3 separate regions of the Macaca mulatta genome follow, and regions 1 and 3 are each linked to region 2. A link is a contact called in public Hi-C data. All regions are on one chromosome and are shown on one strand. Each heading gives the region's core, a stretch centred on a gene start, on an enhancer-like site or on the middle of the called end of the contact. The rest is flanking DNA. Distances are from core to core; before and after follow the strand shown. Region 1 holds the start of SLC22A23 (solute carrier family 22 member 23). Region 2 overlaps PXDC1 (PX domain containing 1). Region 3 overlaps SLC22A23 (solute carrier family 22 member 23).

Region 1 (3,064 bases), core at 315-2,814, 270 kb before region 2:
TATAGCTGTCTAGGGCATTGAGTGTCCACCATTGCCCACTCTGTGTTTAGGCCCTCACACTTGTCTTACAACTCCCTTCTGCTACATTTCACACCATGCAATACCTCTGCAAGGGAGCTTTAGCTACACGACTCAGAGGACAAGGTGCATGTTTCAGCTAAAGCACACCCCGTTCTCTGTGCCTCAGCCCAAAGCAGCTGCTGTGTAAGAGCGGTAACAGCCCAGGAACACCCAAATGACATATTCTCCACGTCCTTCCTATACTGTAGTGATGTTTACTGAAGTGCTGAGAAAACACTGGAGGAGACACTGAGGCAGTAAAGTCTAAAGTCAGATATCTTTGCGGGAGGACTGAGCACGGGTGCGGGTTGGAGATTTGCAGGAGTCTTTGCTTCTCTGGCTCTCCAGTTCTTTAGTGGGCTTTACCTCTGTCAAAATCAAGTGCGAGATGGGAGACTATTGCTTTGTGGGAGACGCAGGGACAACTAACCGGGCAGAACAGGGCCGTGGTCCCGGCTCCCCCAGCAGACCTTGAACGACGCCAGTCCGACTCCTCCAGAGCAGGCTGGTGACAGGTCAGCTGCCTCGCCCCGAGGGTGGGGGAAGGGCGCGCTTTCCATCCGCGTACTGGGACAGGAGTTTGGGTGCAAACTAGTAAAGGCTATGGCGCTCCCTTTATGCCCAAGTAAAGGGATGTGGTTTGGGGGACGGAAGGAGATTAAGCCAGTGCGGAACGCCGTACACACACTCTAGCACCACCACTTTGGGGACTTCGGGTCTCCAGCTGGCTCGGGCTTGGACCTCGATTTGCATGGAGAGGGTCGGAGGGACTGGGCGGCCGCGGCCCTTACCTTGCTGACCACGTTCTGGACCAGGCCGGCGCGGATGCCATAGTCCCACGCGTGGCAGTTACAGTTGGAGGCGTTGTCCCCCTTGTCCGGAGGGGATGGCAGGGGTGGTGTGTCGCCTCCGTCCGCGCCACTGCTGTTGCTCCGATTGCCGGCAGCCTCCCAGGGGGCAGTGGAGAAGGGGGTGGTGGGGAGGCTGGTCCAGTTGCCCATGTCCCCCCCCCGGCCTGTGGTGGTGACCCCCGCCAGCTCGGTGCCTTTGCCGGCCCCGCGGCACCAGAAGTTGGGCTGGTCCAGGAGGAACGAGTCCGAGAACTGGCTGAAGCCGATGAACAGCGCCGGGATCCAGGTGAGCAGCACGAGGGTCTTCTGATAGCCCCCGCCCAGGCCCCCGAGGAAGGGCAGCACCGACCCGTCATAGTCCAGCAACAAGAGGCTCGGGGCCGCAGCAGCCGAGCAGCAGCTCGAGTGCGGGCCGCCTCCAGGATGCAGTGGAGGCAGCGGCTGGATCTCCGCGCCGCCGCCGGGGCCCGCGCGTCCCCCGAGGGGCGTCGAGGCCGCCGCGTCCCCGGGCGGCAGGGAGCCGTTCTCCTCGGCCGGGGCCGGCTGCCGCCCGGGCCCGCCGCCTGCAGCCTCGCGCCGCCGGTCTATGGCCATGGCCCGGGCCCGCGGCTCCCGCAGAGGCGCATAGAGCGCGGCGGAGGCTCCGCGGGCGCCCCGGGCACAGCGCGCCGGGCCAGGCGCCTGCAGCCGCTGCCGCCGAGGAGGGCCCACGGCTCAAGAGAGAGCGCTCGGCGGCTCCGGGTGCGTCAGGCCGCCCCCATGTCACCCGCCGGACCCCGCGCCCCGGGCGCTGTGGCCCCGCTCGGGCGCCGGGCAGAGGCGGGCAGAGGCCGGCCGGGCCCTCAGCCGCCGCAGCTCATCGGCTCCGCGGCCCGGGCGCCGGCTGCCGAGCCCGCCGCTCTCCGCTGCTCCGCGCCGGCCGCGGCAGGAGGAGGAGCCGGCGCCGCGCCCGGCCCGCGCCCTTGCCAGCGGTTCAGGGCCCTGCGGGCGGCGGTGCGGGCGGCGGTGCGGGCAACTGCTGCTGCTCCCGGGGTGGCCGCGCTGTATTTCTCCGACTCCGAGCGCCTCCCGGAAGCCGCGAGCTTGGGACCCAGCCTGCCGAGCCGGCCGCGCTCTCGGGCTCCTGGAGCCGGCCCCGCTCCTTCTCCTCCTTCTCCTCCTCCTCCCCTCCTCCCTGCCCCCCGGCCCGCCCCCTCTCCCCCCGCCGAGGTGGAGGTAACCGCGGCACCTGCTGCGCTCGGCTCCTGCGCGCGAGCGCCCCCTCCAGCCCGGACGCTCCGCCGCCGCCCGGGATCCACAGGAGGGGGGGCGGGGGAAACGGGACACCCCGGGCCCGCCTGGCTGGAGGATCCCCTGCCCGTGCCCGTTTCGCGCCGGGCGGGGCGGGGGAGGAGGAGGCGGGCGTAGCAGGGGGCGCCGGCCGGCAAGGGGTCCGGGCGAAGTCGGCATGCGCTGAGAACGTGTGGGCCGGGTCTTCTGTGAGGCTGGGTTCCCGCAGCCGCGCGGGCCCCCCACCCACTCCGCGCGCGCCAGTCTCCGTGACCTCTGTCTCCTCAGAGGTGCCCGGCCGTCCCGCTGCCCGCGCCCCGCTCCCAGTCTCAAGCCCGAGGGTCTTCAGCCTTCGGGAACAACCCTCTGCGCTTTTTCCAGGAGCGAATAAGGTTGATTTTTGTGTCCGTGGAGCAGGGTCAAGGAGGCGCCTTTGCCAGTTTCAGGTCGCCAGTCCCCCGCAGTGTCTGGCCACCTGCGACTTGCCGCACCCACTCCCAAATCGCCATTTCTTCCCCCACTCCTAAGTGAATGCGATGTAAGCACGATGCTGGGATAGATCTCCAACACGAGTTATAATACACACGGTATGAACGTGATGGCATTCCCCACCCCCTCCCTAAGATCTTGTATTCACGTTTGGAACGCCGTGTGCACAGGCGCACACATCTAGACTCTCATAGAAGACAAACATCTCCTTCCTCTCCTGCTCCAGCGCCAACCTTGCCCAGCCGGCGCTGTAGAAATAACACCAACCCTGCGGCAAACGGCTGCATTAGCATATTTCCTTCTGCGCCCAGCGCACGCACCAATGAGAATTATCCGGCACCTTTCACCCCAGCGTCCCCACATATTGGAGACATTTCATATTCTGAGAAGTTTAT
Region 2 (3,169 bases), core at 164-2,663:
TGGAGGTCGCAGGGACAGATACCTTCTAGCGGGGAAGCCTGCATGCGGGTACGTGTTTCATTCGGGCTCTGGCAGATGAGAAGCATCCGAATGTGGGGGACTTACATGGGGTGTGGAGAACCAAGGGAAGAATACAAACCCCAAACATAAGGGGACGAAAAGCCCGCAATACTGACTCCCCACACACTGGAACTGTTTCTACTCCCTCCGCAGCCCAGGCATGACCTCCTACATTACAAAAAGAGACTCCAAGTCTTAAAAAACGCGTAACAAAGAGAAAAGCACAAGAAGGACATTCTCCCCAGGAAGGGGGACAGAGCCGTGCTGCTTGTGGGATCTCCCTCAACCTATGAATCAGCCCAAACCCAGCAGGCTGCGTGGGAGTGTGGACAGAGGCAAGGGGCCGCCTTGCCCTCCTGGGAGTCACCTCAGGGCTGCCTCCTGTGCCGCCCCTAGTGCCTGAAGGTGGCCCTGGCCAGTGACAACTGTGGGAACTCAGCCATATCTGCAAAGCTTTGCCATGGCCAAGATTATCGCACAGTCCAGGCCCCTGGCCGGACACACAACAAGGCAGGGTGAGCACATGTTCCCCCAAACCTAGTACGTTGTGCGTATCCCGCTGACCTCAAGGGACAGGGCTGTGAAGACAGCTTTAAGGTGTGTGGATAAGAAGGCTGAGGTTGCAGAGGAGGCCTCCCCTCTGACTCCACGGCCAGGCCTGGGGTGTGTTGTCAGCCCCTGCCTCGGCTTCCCTGTGCTCACGGTCCTGGCAACATGAGGCTGGAACAGAGGCCGTGGCACAAAGAGCCCTAGCTGTGGGTGGGAAAGCTACGGGGGCTCACGGAGACAGAGCAGCTCTCTAACTTCATCCCAGGGAATGAAATCTCTTCCCCAGACCAGGGCTGGATGGAAACCCAACGGGGAGCCTTGGGTGTGCTGAAAGGCTCAAGCCAGGCGAGGGGCAGAGCCACAGCCCACCTCAAACAGTGTCCCACAACCTGCCCATCCTCCCCGCCCAGATCACAGGATGACCCTGAGGACATGAGGAAGGAGGGGCACTGGGATGCTCAGGGAAAAGAGAGTCACAGGGCTGAAGCTCCCTGAGGTCCCCACACAACCGCCCAGTGCCTCGGATGACTTCCCAGAAGCTGGGCAATCCCTTCACCAGCTGAGACTGTCACCGGCAGAGTCCCAGAAGCCCCCACTGGCCCCATCTCTATCAGATACAACCATTTTCTGAGTGCAGGGGGGTCTCTGGGCCCCGGCACTGGTGCCCACTTGCCCCTGGGGCCAGACTGGGGGCAGCCTGCCAAGACTCTGCTGAGGGGGCCCTGCCATGGGCCCAGCAGCACTGAGCTCACAGACTCGGGCCAGATGGTCAGCCTCGGGTGCCAGGGAGGACAGCCGTGCAGGGAGGTGAAGCCTCCAGTTCACAAACGGCATCTCTCTGCGCCCTTGGTTGCTGTCAACTCCCCACCCGACAGCGGAGGCCGTATAGTAACAGATCGTCCCTGCAGACACTGGAGCTGGACCATTGTCAACTCCACTGCACTGCCCGAGATTGAGCAGCCAGAGAGAGGCCCGGCAAGCGAGTCAGAACTCCCTCCAAATGCTCCCCTGAGCCCCAGGCGTTTCTTTGTTAGGCTTTCCCGGGATCGTGGAGATTTTCTCGGCCCTCTCTCCCTGTGAACCAGGAGTCCCGGAGCAGGTGGCCGCCTATTCAAGACCTGTCATTCCTGTCCACACACAGCCCGGGGCTGCCGCTAGAGCCACACCCCTGGCCCGGCTTTCTTCTCTCGTGCGTTTCTCCTCAGCTCCAGCCCGCTCACAGTTGAACCTGCCTCCTCAATCTGGCCTCATTCCAGGGTGCCGAGGGCCTCTTGCAGATAGAAAGGGGTCCCCTTGGAAGCACTGGAGACTCAGAGCCTGCACAACTGGTGACGAGAAAGGGTCTCCATCTGTCTTCTCCCCCAAGACAGTGCCTGGCCAGTAACTACCCCTGCCAAGCTAATAGGCCTCTTTCTTTCACCCGTGATTACACCCCGCCTTGTACCTCCACGGTGCCAGCCTGTTGGCATGGGGGACCCACAGGGAATGAGTGAATGAGCTATGTACAGTGGGGTCAGGGCAAGGGACACAAAGGGGCAAAGCAGGTCAGGAAAGCTGTGGCCTTGGCCCCACCGGGACAGCCTCTGCCACCAGCAGTTCATGACCCTGGGAAGGATTCTCGCACCGTCTACCTGAGAGACACACTGGTCAAGGTGGGAGTCTGTTAGCAGGAGCCAGTCCCACAAGCCTGACAGGGACCCCCCACCCCCCGCCCCCCGCCATGCTCAGTCATGGAGCAGGGATTCAGCAGAGGAGGCCCAGGCCACCGGCTGGAGCCCAGGTTCATGCTAGGGTCACAGCCCTGCAGCCCACAGGCCCGGATGTGGGTCTCGGCACATGTGGCCCATCTAGTTCTAGTTTCAATCTGCTGCTGTGGAGGGCTAGCAAATGGGTGGGGCAAGACCCGGGCCATCCCCAGGCTATCTCATTCCTGGGCCCACAGGGAGACTCTGCAGCCAGAGCTGCCTCTGTGGGGCTCTCAAGCGGGATGTTTTACACTCATCATCTGTGGTCTTCAACACAGCCCATGCTGAGACAGCAGAATGGCCCCGCGAAGGTAAGAGAAGTCAGGAAAGTTTAAATAACTTTCTGAGCTCAGTAGCAGCCTGGATTTGGCTATGTCAGGAAACAGAGGCCAGGCTGTCTGGGGACCTGGTGTCCCTGTAATTCACCATGAAGATGCCTGGAGAAGAGCCAAGGCTAAGGTGCTGCGCCTCACAGTGCCCCCAGTGTCGGGCTCTCTGGAGCATGTGTTACAGTCAAACCAGAGACAGAAAGAGCGGAGAAGACAGCGGTGGCTTTGGCTGTCCAGCCTCAGTAATCCAACACATCCTACACCTTCAGCACAGGGCCAGGCGGCCAAGAGGCAAACATGTCCCCATCCCAGGGAATCAGGACCACTGAGTGTGAGGCATGTGGCCCTCCTGGCCCTGGAGACAGCATCACACCCTTTAGGGCCCCACACAAACCAGGCCCCTAGCCCTGCAATGTCTCCTAAATGCCCCTCAGAGCCAGCAACTCCGTCCTCCACAGATTTACTAATCAAGATCTTACCAGACTC
Region 3 (3,156 bases), core at 16-2,515, 450 kb before region 2:
GAGTGAAACTGCGTCTTAGGGGGGAAAAAGGCTCTTTCTACTTTTTAAACATTCTGCAATAGCTGTGCCGTGAGGTCTCTTAGCAGAGTCGGCGGCACAGGTTCTGGTGGAAGTGCGGCATGAGTGATCCACTGAATTCCCCCCTTGCCAGTCACTGACATATTTCCTGGGCCCAGAGTAGCTCCCTGTTCCCCCTTCTTCCTGCTGCTGCCTGGACAGGACCCCAGGGCCAGGTTCTCCCGTGACTCTCGGGCACCTCAGGGTTAGGTACAACAAGCTCCTCGGCTGTGAACCATGAAGCCGATGTGCCCAGAGCCAGAGCCAGAGCTGATGCTGGTTAATCCCACACCAGCCTGGAGCCAGGGACTTGTCTTTGAGTCCCGAGAAGCCGCCGTTCCCCGGGGTGTCTCCCATTACGCACCTTATCACCGTCGGGGTGACCTCCGCACAGAAGAACACGCTGAGGCTCCCCACTGCATGGGAGGCAAACATGCCCACGATGGAAAACGCGATGGAAAATTTGTCCTTGACGCTGTCACTCATCCCTGGGGGAGGGTCAGAAGGGGATGGTGAGGGAAGAGAGGAAGCCAGGCCAGGGTGGGAGGGAGTCCCAGGGCTGCACGGCACGGCTCCTCCCCAGTGCCCAGCGTGCGGCATGGATGGCTGTGCAGTTCCCTCTGGGAACCAAGCCCCTCAAGGACTAGACGCCCAGAGTCCCCGCAGTAGGTTTTGTGGGGCTCCTGTGAGTCCCTGTGCATCAAGCATGCTGGAGCTCATGGCGGCCTCTATTGGCATTCCTCAGCCGGGAGCCATGCCTGGTGGGAGGGGCAGGCTGGCATGTCCCCGGTGCCACAGCAACATCCCTCTGCCCTGGCCTACGTTTGCTCCAGTCAGGTCTGATGTGCCCAACACGTGGGACAGGGGAGCTGAGTCAGGGTTAAGGAAACAAAAACTCAAGCCACAGAATTTATGGGCCCAGAAGGAGAGTGTTCAACCCCTCAAAGCCCTCGTGAATGGCACCGGAGACCGACCTCGAACCAGGGCCGTGTCTGGCACCGTGCATGGACATGCTGTCAGGGCCATACAGCTGGGGCTCAGCTCAGCTCCCCCAAGGCTGCAGAGAGGGCAAGCGCTCCCCAGGGACACGGGCGAGGGCTGGGGCAGGCCAGGCGGGAGCAGCAGCAGCTTCAAGGTGCAGGGCGGCACTGTGCTGTCCCCAGAGCTGGAGGGCAGCAAGCTTACACGGGTCAAAGGGGGACAGCGGCTTCCCCTGGCAGCACAGACGGCTGGGCCCCAGCACTCCCGGCCTTTCTCCCCCACCCAGATGCTGTCCATAAGACAAAGCAAGCTGGCGCTGGGCCAGGGCCTGTGCTGAGCCTGGTGCCAGGGGAAGGGGTGGGGCATGCGTGCCAAGCAGCACAGAAACAGGGAAGCACCAGTCGCTCTTTCTAGCGGCAAGAGGGAGAATACAAATGTATCCGTATAGTGTCCAACCTACGGCCAACTTCAGCTGCAGTTCTTGGAGGGCAAGGGGGAGAAAGAGAGGAAATGGAAACCACAGGTCCGTGAGTCTTGGAGAAAACGCCCGTTTAGATGTAATACAAGACGAGGAAGCACAGCCCACGCGCTTGGGACTCACCTGAGTCTGGGTGCTGGCTGTACTTTCCAATCACTGGGCCCGCGGACATGATCGCACCCACACAGACAAGGGCAAAGCAGGTGAGGAGAGAGGAGAGAGCACGTTAGGTGTGGAATTAGCCCAGTGTGTTCCCATGTGACTTGGTTCAAGCAAACTCCCTTCTGTTTCTGGGATGGCGCTGGCTGCCAGGGCAGTGGAGTTCATACTGCACTAAACAAAGATCTTTTTGTTAGGAAGACAGGGGTAAGATCCCGCTGACCTCAGAGCCTGGGGAGAAAATGGAACCTTCACAGCGAGACCCTAGCAGGTGCAAAGGGTGAGCTTCCGTGCATATAAAGTTGCCCACGGGTCACTGCAGCCTGCACTCAAGTAGCATCAAGCACTGTGGGGCACCCCTGCTGGCCCCAGCTCTGCTCCTCACAGTTGCCTGGTGTTCACTTGGGGCTCCTGGGCATTCCTGCTCAGGGCCAAAGGGGCATGGCAACACCTGGTGGCCGAGGCATCTGCCACTTCCGTCCCAACTGTGTGAGCAGGGCAGAGGCTCCCCGGAAGGGCAGCTGGGGAACGGGGATGGAGGGAGACAGGCACCACGTGTGTATTCCATTAGCTAAGCCTCCCAGCAGTCTCCCCGCAAGGTACAGATTGCACAGGAACTGTCCAAGCTAGAGAGCCGCTCCTGAGTTGGAAGTGAGCCCTCTCTAACCCAGGCTGCACGACAAGGCCGCTCTGATCTGGGGGTGGTGGACAGCCCTGGCATCTAGTTCTGAGAGCCTGCGTTCATTTTCCTTGTAAAGGCAGGGGAGCTCTGTGGGGTCGATGTTCCCACGTGTCCCGAGCCTGTCCCAGGAGGACCATGCCAGGGCGGGAGAGGAGGTTCAGTGGCCCTGCCTGTTCGTGTCGTGCCCTGGGCCGGCCACGGAGGTGCTGTGGTGGTTTGTCCACACACGGGGGTATCTGTTGGTGAGGAGCTATACAGAGCTTGCTGGAGGGCCAGACGGACTCTCTAGCTTTGCCTTAGATTATTTTTTTTTTGAGACAGAGTCTTGCTCTGTCACCCAGGCTGGAGTGCAGTGGTGCAATCTCAGCTCACTGCAACCTCTGCCTCCCTGGTTCAAGTGATTCTTCTGCCTCAGCCTCCTGAGTAGCTGGGACTACAGGCATGTGCCACCAAGCCCAGCTAATTATTTTTTGTATTTTTAGTAGAGATGGGGTTTCACCATATTGGCCAGGCTGGTTTGAACTCCTGACCTTGTGATCCGCCTGCCTCGGTCTCCCAAAGTGCTGGGATTACAGACATGAGGCACCGCATCTGGCCAGATTATTTTTAACCTTTACTGAGAAATTCTTTGGTCCAAAGAGAAGCTGATGAACTCGGGAACATCTGCTGAAAAGCAGGGCCCTAATGCGAGGGTGACAAAACAGATTTATTTCCCCCTTCATGTCACTAGAAAGAAACAATCCTTTGTTCTTCTTTGTCATACACAGAAGCAGTCTGCCCCATTAGTGAAGACCCGGCC

The links. A called contact is a pair of places that touch in the nucleus more often than the background predicts.
Region 1: a contact with region 2 is called in a Hi-C map of fetal cortical plate, with 3 times the contacts expected there. The contact joins the promoter of SLC22A23 here to the enhancer-like site in region 2. A contact is called at or near these places in 4 of 14 Hi-C or Micro-C datasets (fetal cortex germinal zone, fetal cortical plate, fibroblasts and 1 more).
Region 3: a contact with region 2 is called in a Hi-C map of fetal cortex germinal zone, with 13 times the contacts expected there. The contact joins two enhancer-like sites. A contact is called at or near these places in 8 of 14 Hi-C or Micro-C datasets (CD4 T cells, blood, fetal cortex germinal zone and 4 more).

The regions. Positions count from the first base shown.
Region 1 is chr4:179,810,692-179,813,755 of T2T-MMU8v2.0, reverse strand. It overlaps SLC22A23 (solute carrier family 22 member 23), which reads right to left and starts at 1,564. Exons shown (of 10, transcript XM_001093713.5): 1 at 852-1,564. The coding sequence starts at 1,505.
Region 2 is chr4:179,535,600-179,538,768 of T2T-MMU8v2.0, reverse strand. All of the region lies in intron 4 of PXDC1 (PX domain containing 1), which reads right to left. Among named protein-coding and RNA genes, the nearest start is that of PXDC1, 27 kb to the right of the region's middle. Within about 2 kb of position 1,413, at least 6 of the 40 cell types and tissues checked have an H3K27ac peak or open chromatin away from gene starts, as enhancers often do. A contact at or near this core is called in fetal cortical plate, where this site is marked.
Region 3 is chr4:179,986,375-179,989,530 of T2T-MMU8v2.0, reverse strand. It overlaps SLC22A23 (solute carrier family 22 member 23), which reads right to left. Exons shown (of 10, transcript XM_001093713.5): 8 at 1,640-1,672; 9 at 422-545. Among named protein-coding and RNA genes, the nearest start is that of PSMG4, 28 kb to the left of the region's middle. Within about 2 kb of position 1,265, at least 15 of the 40 cell types and tissues checked have an H3K27ac peak or open chromatin away from gene starts, as enhancers often do.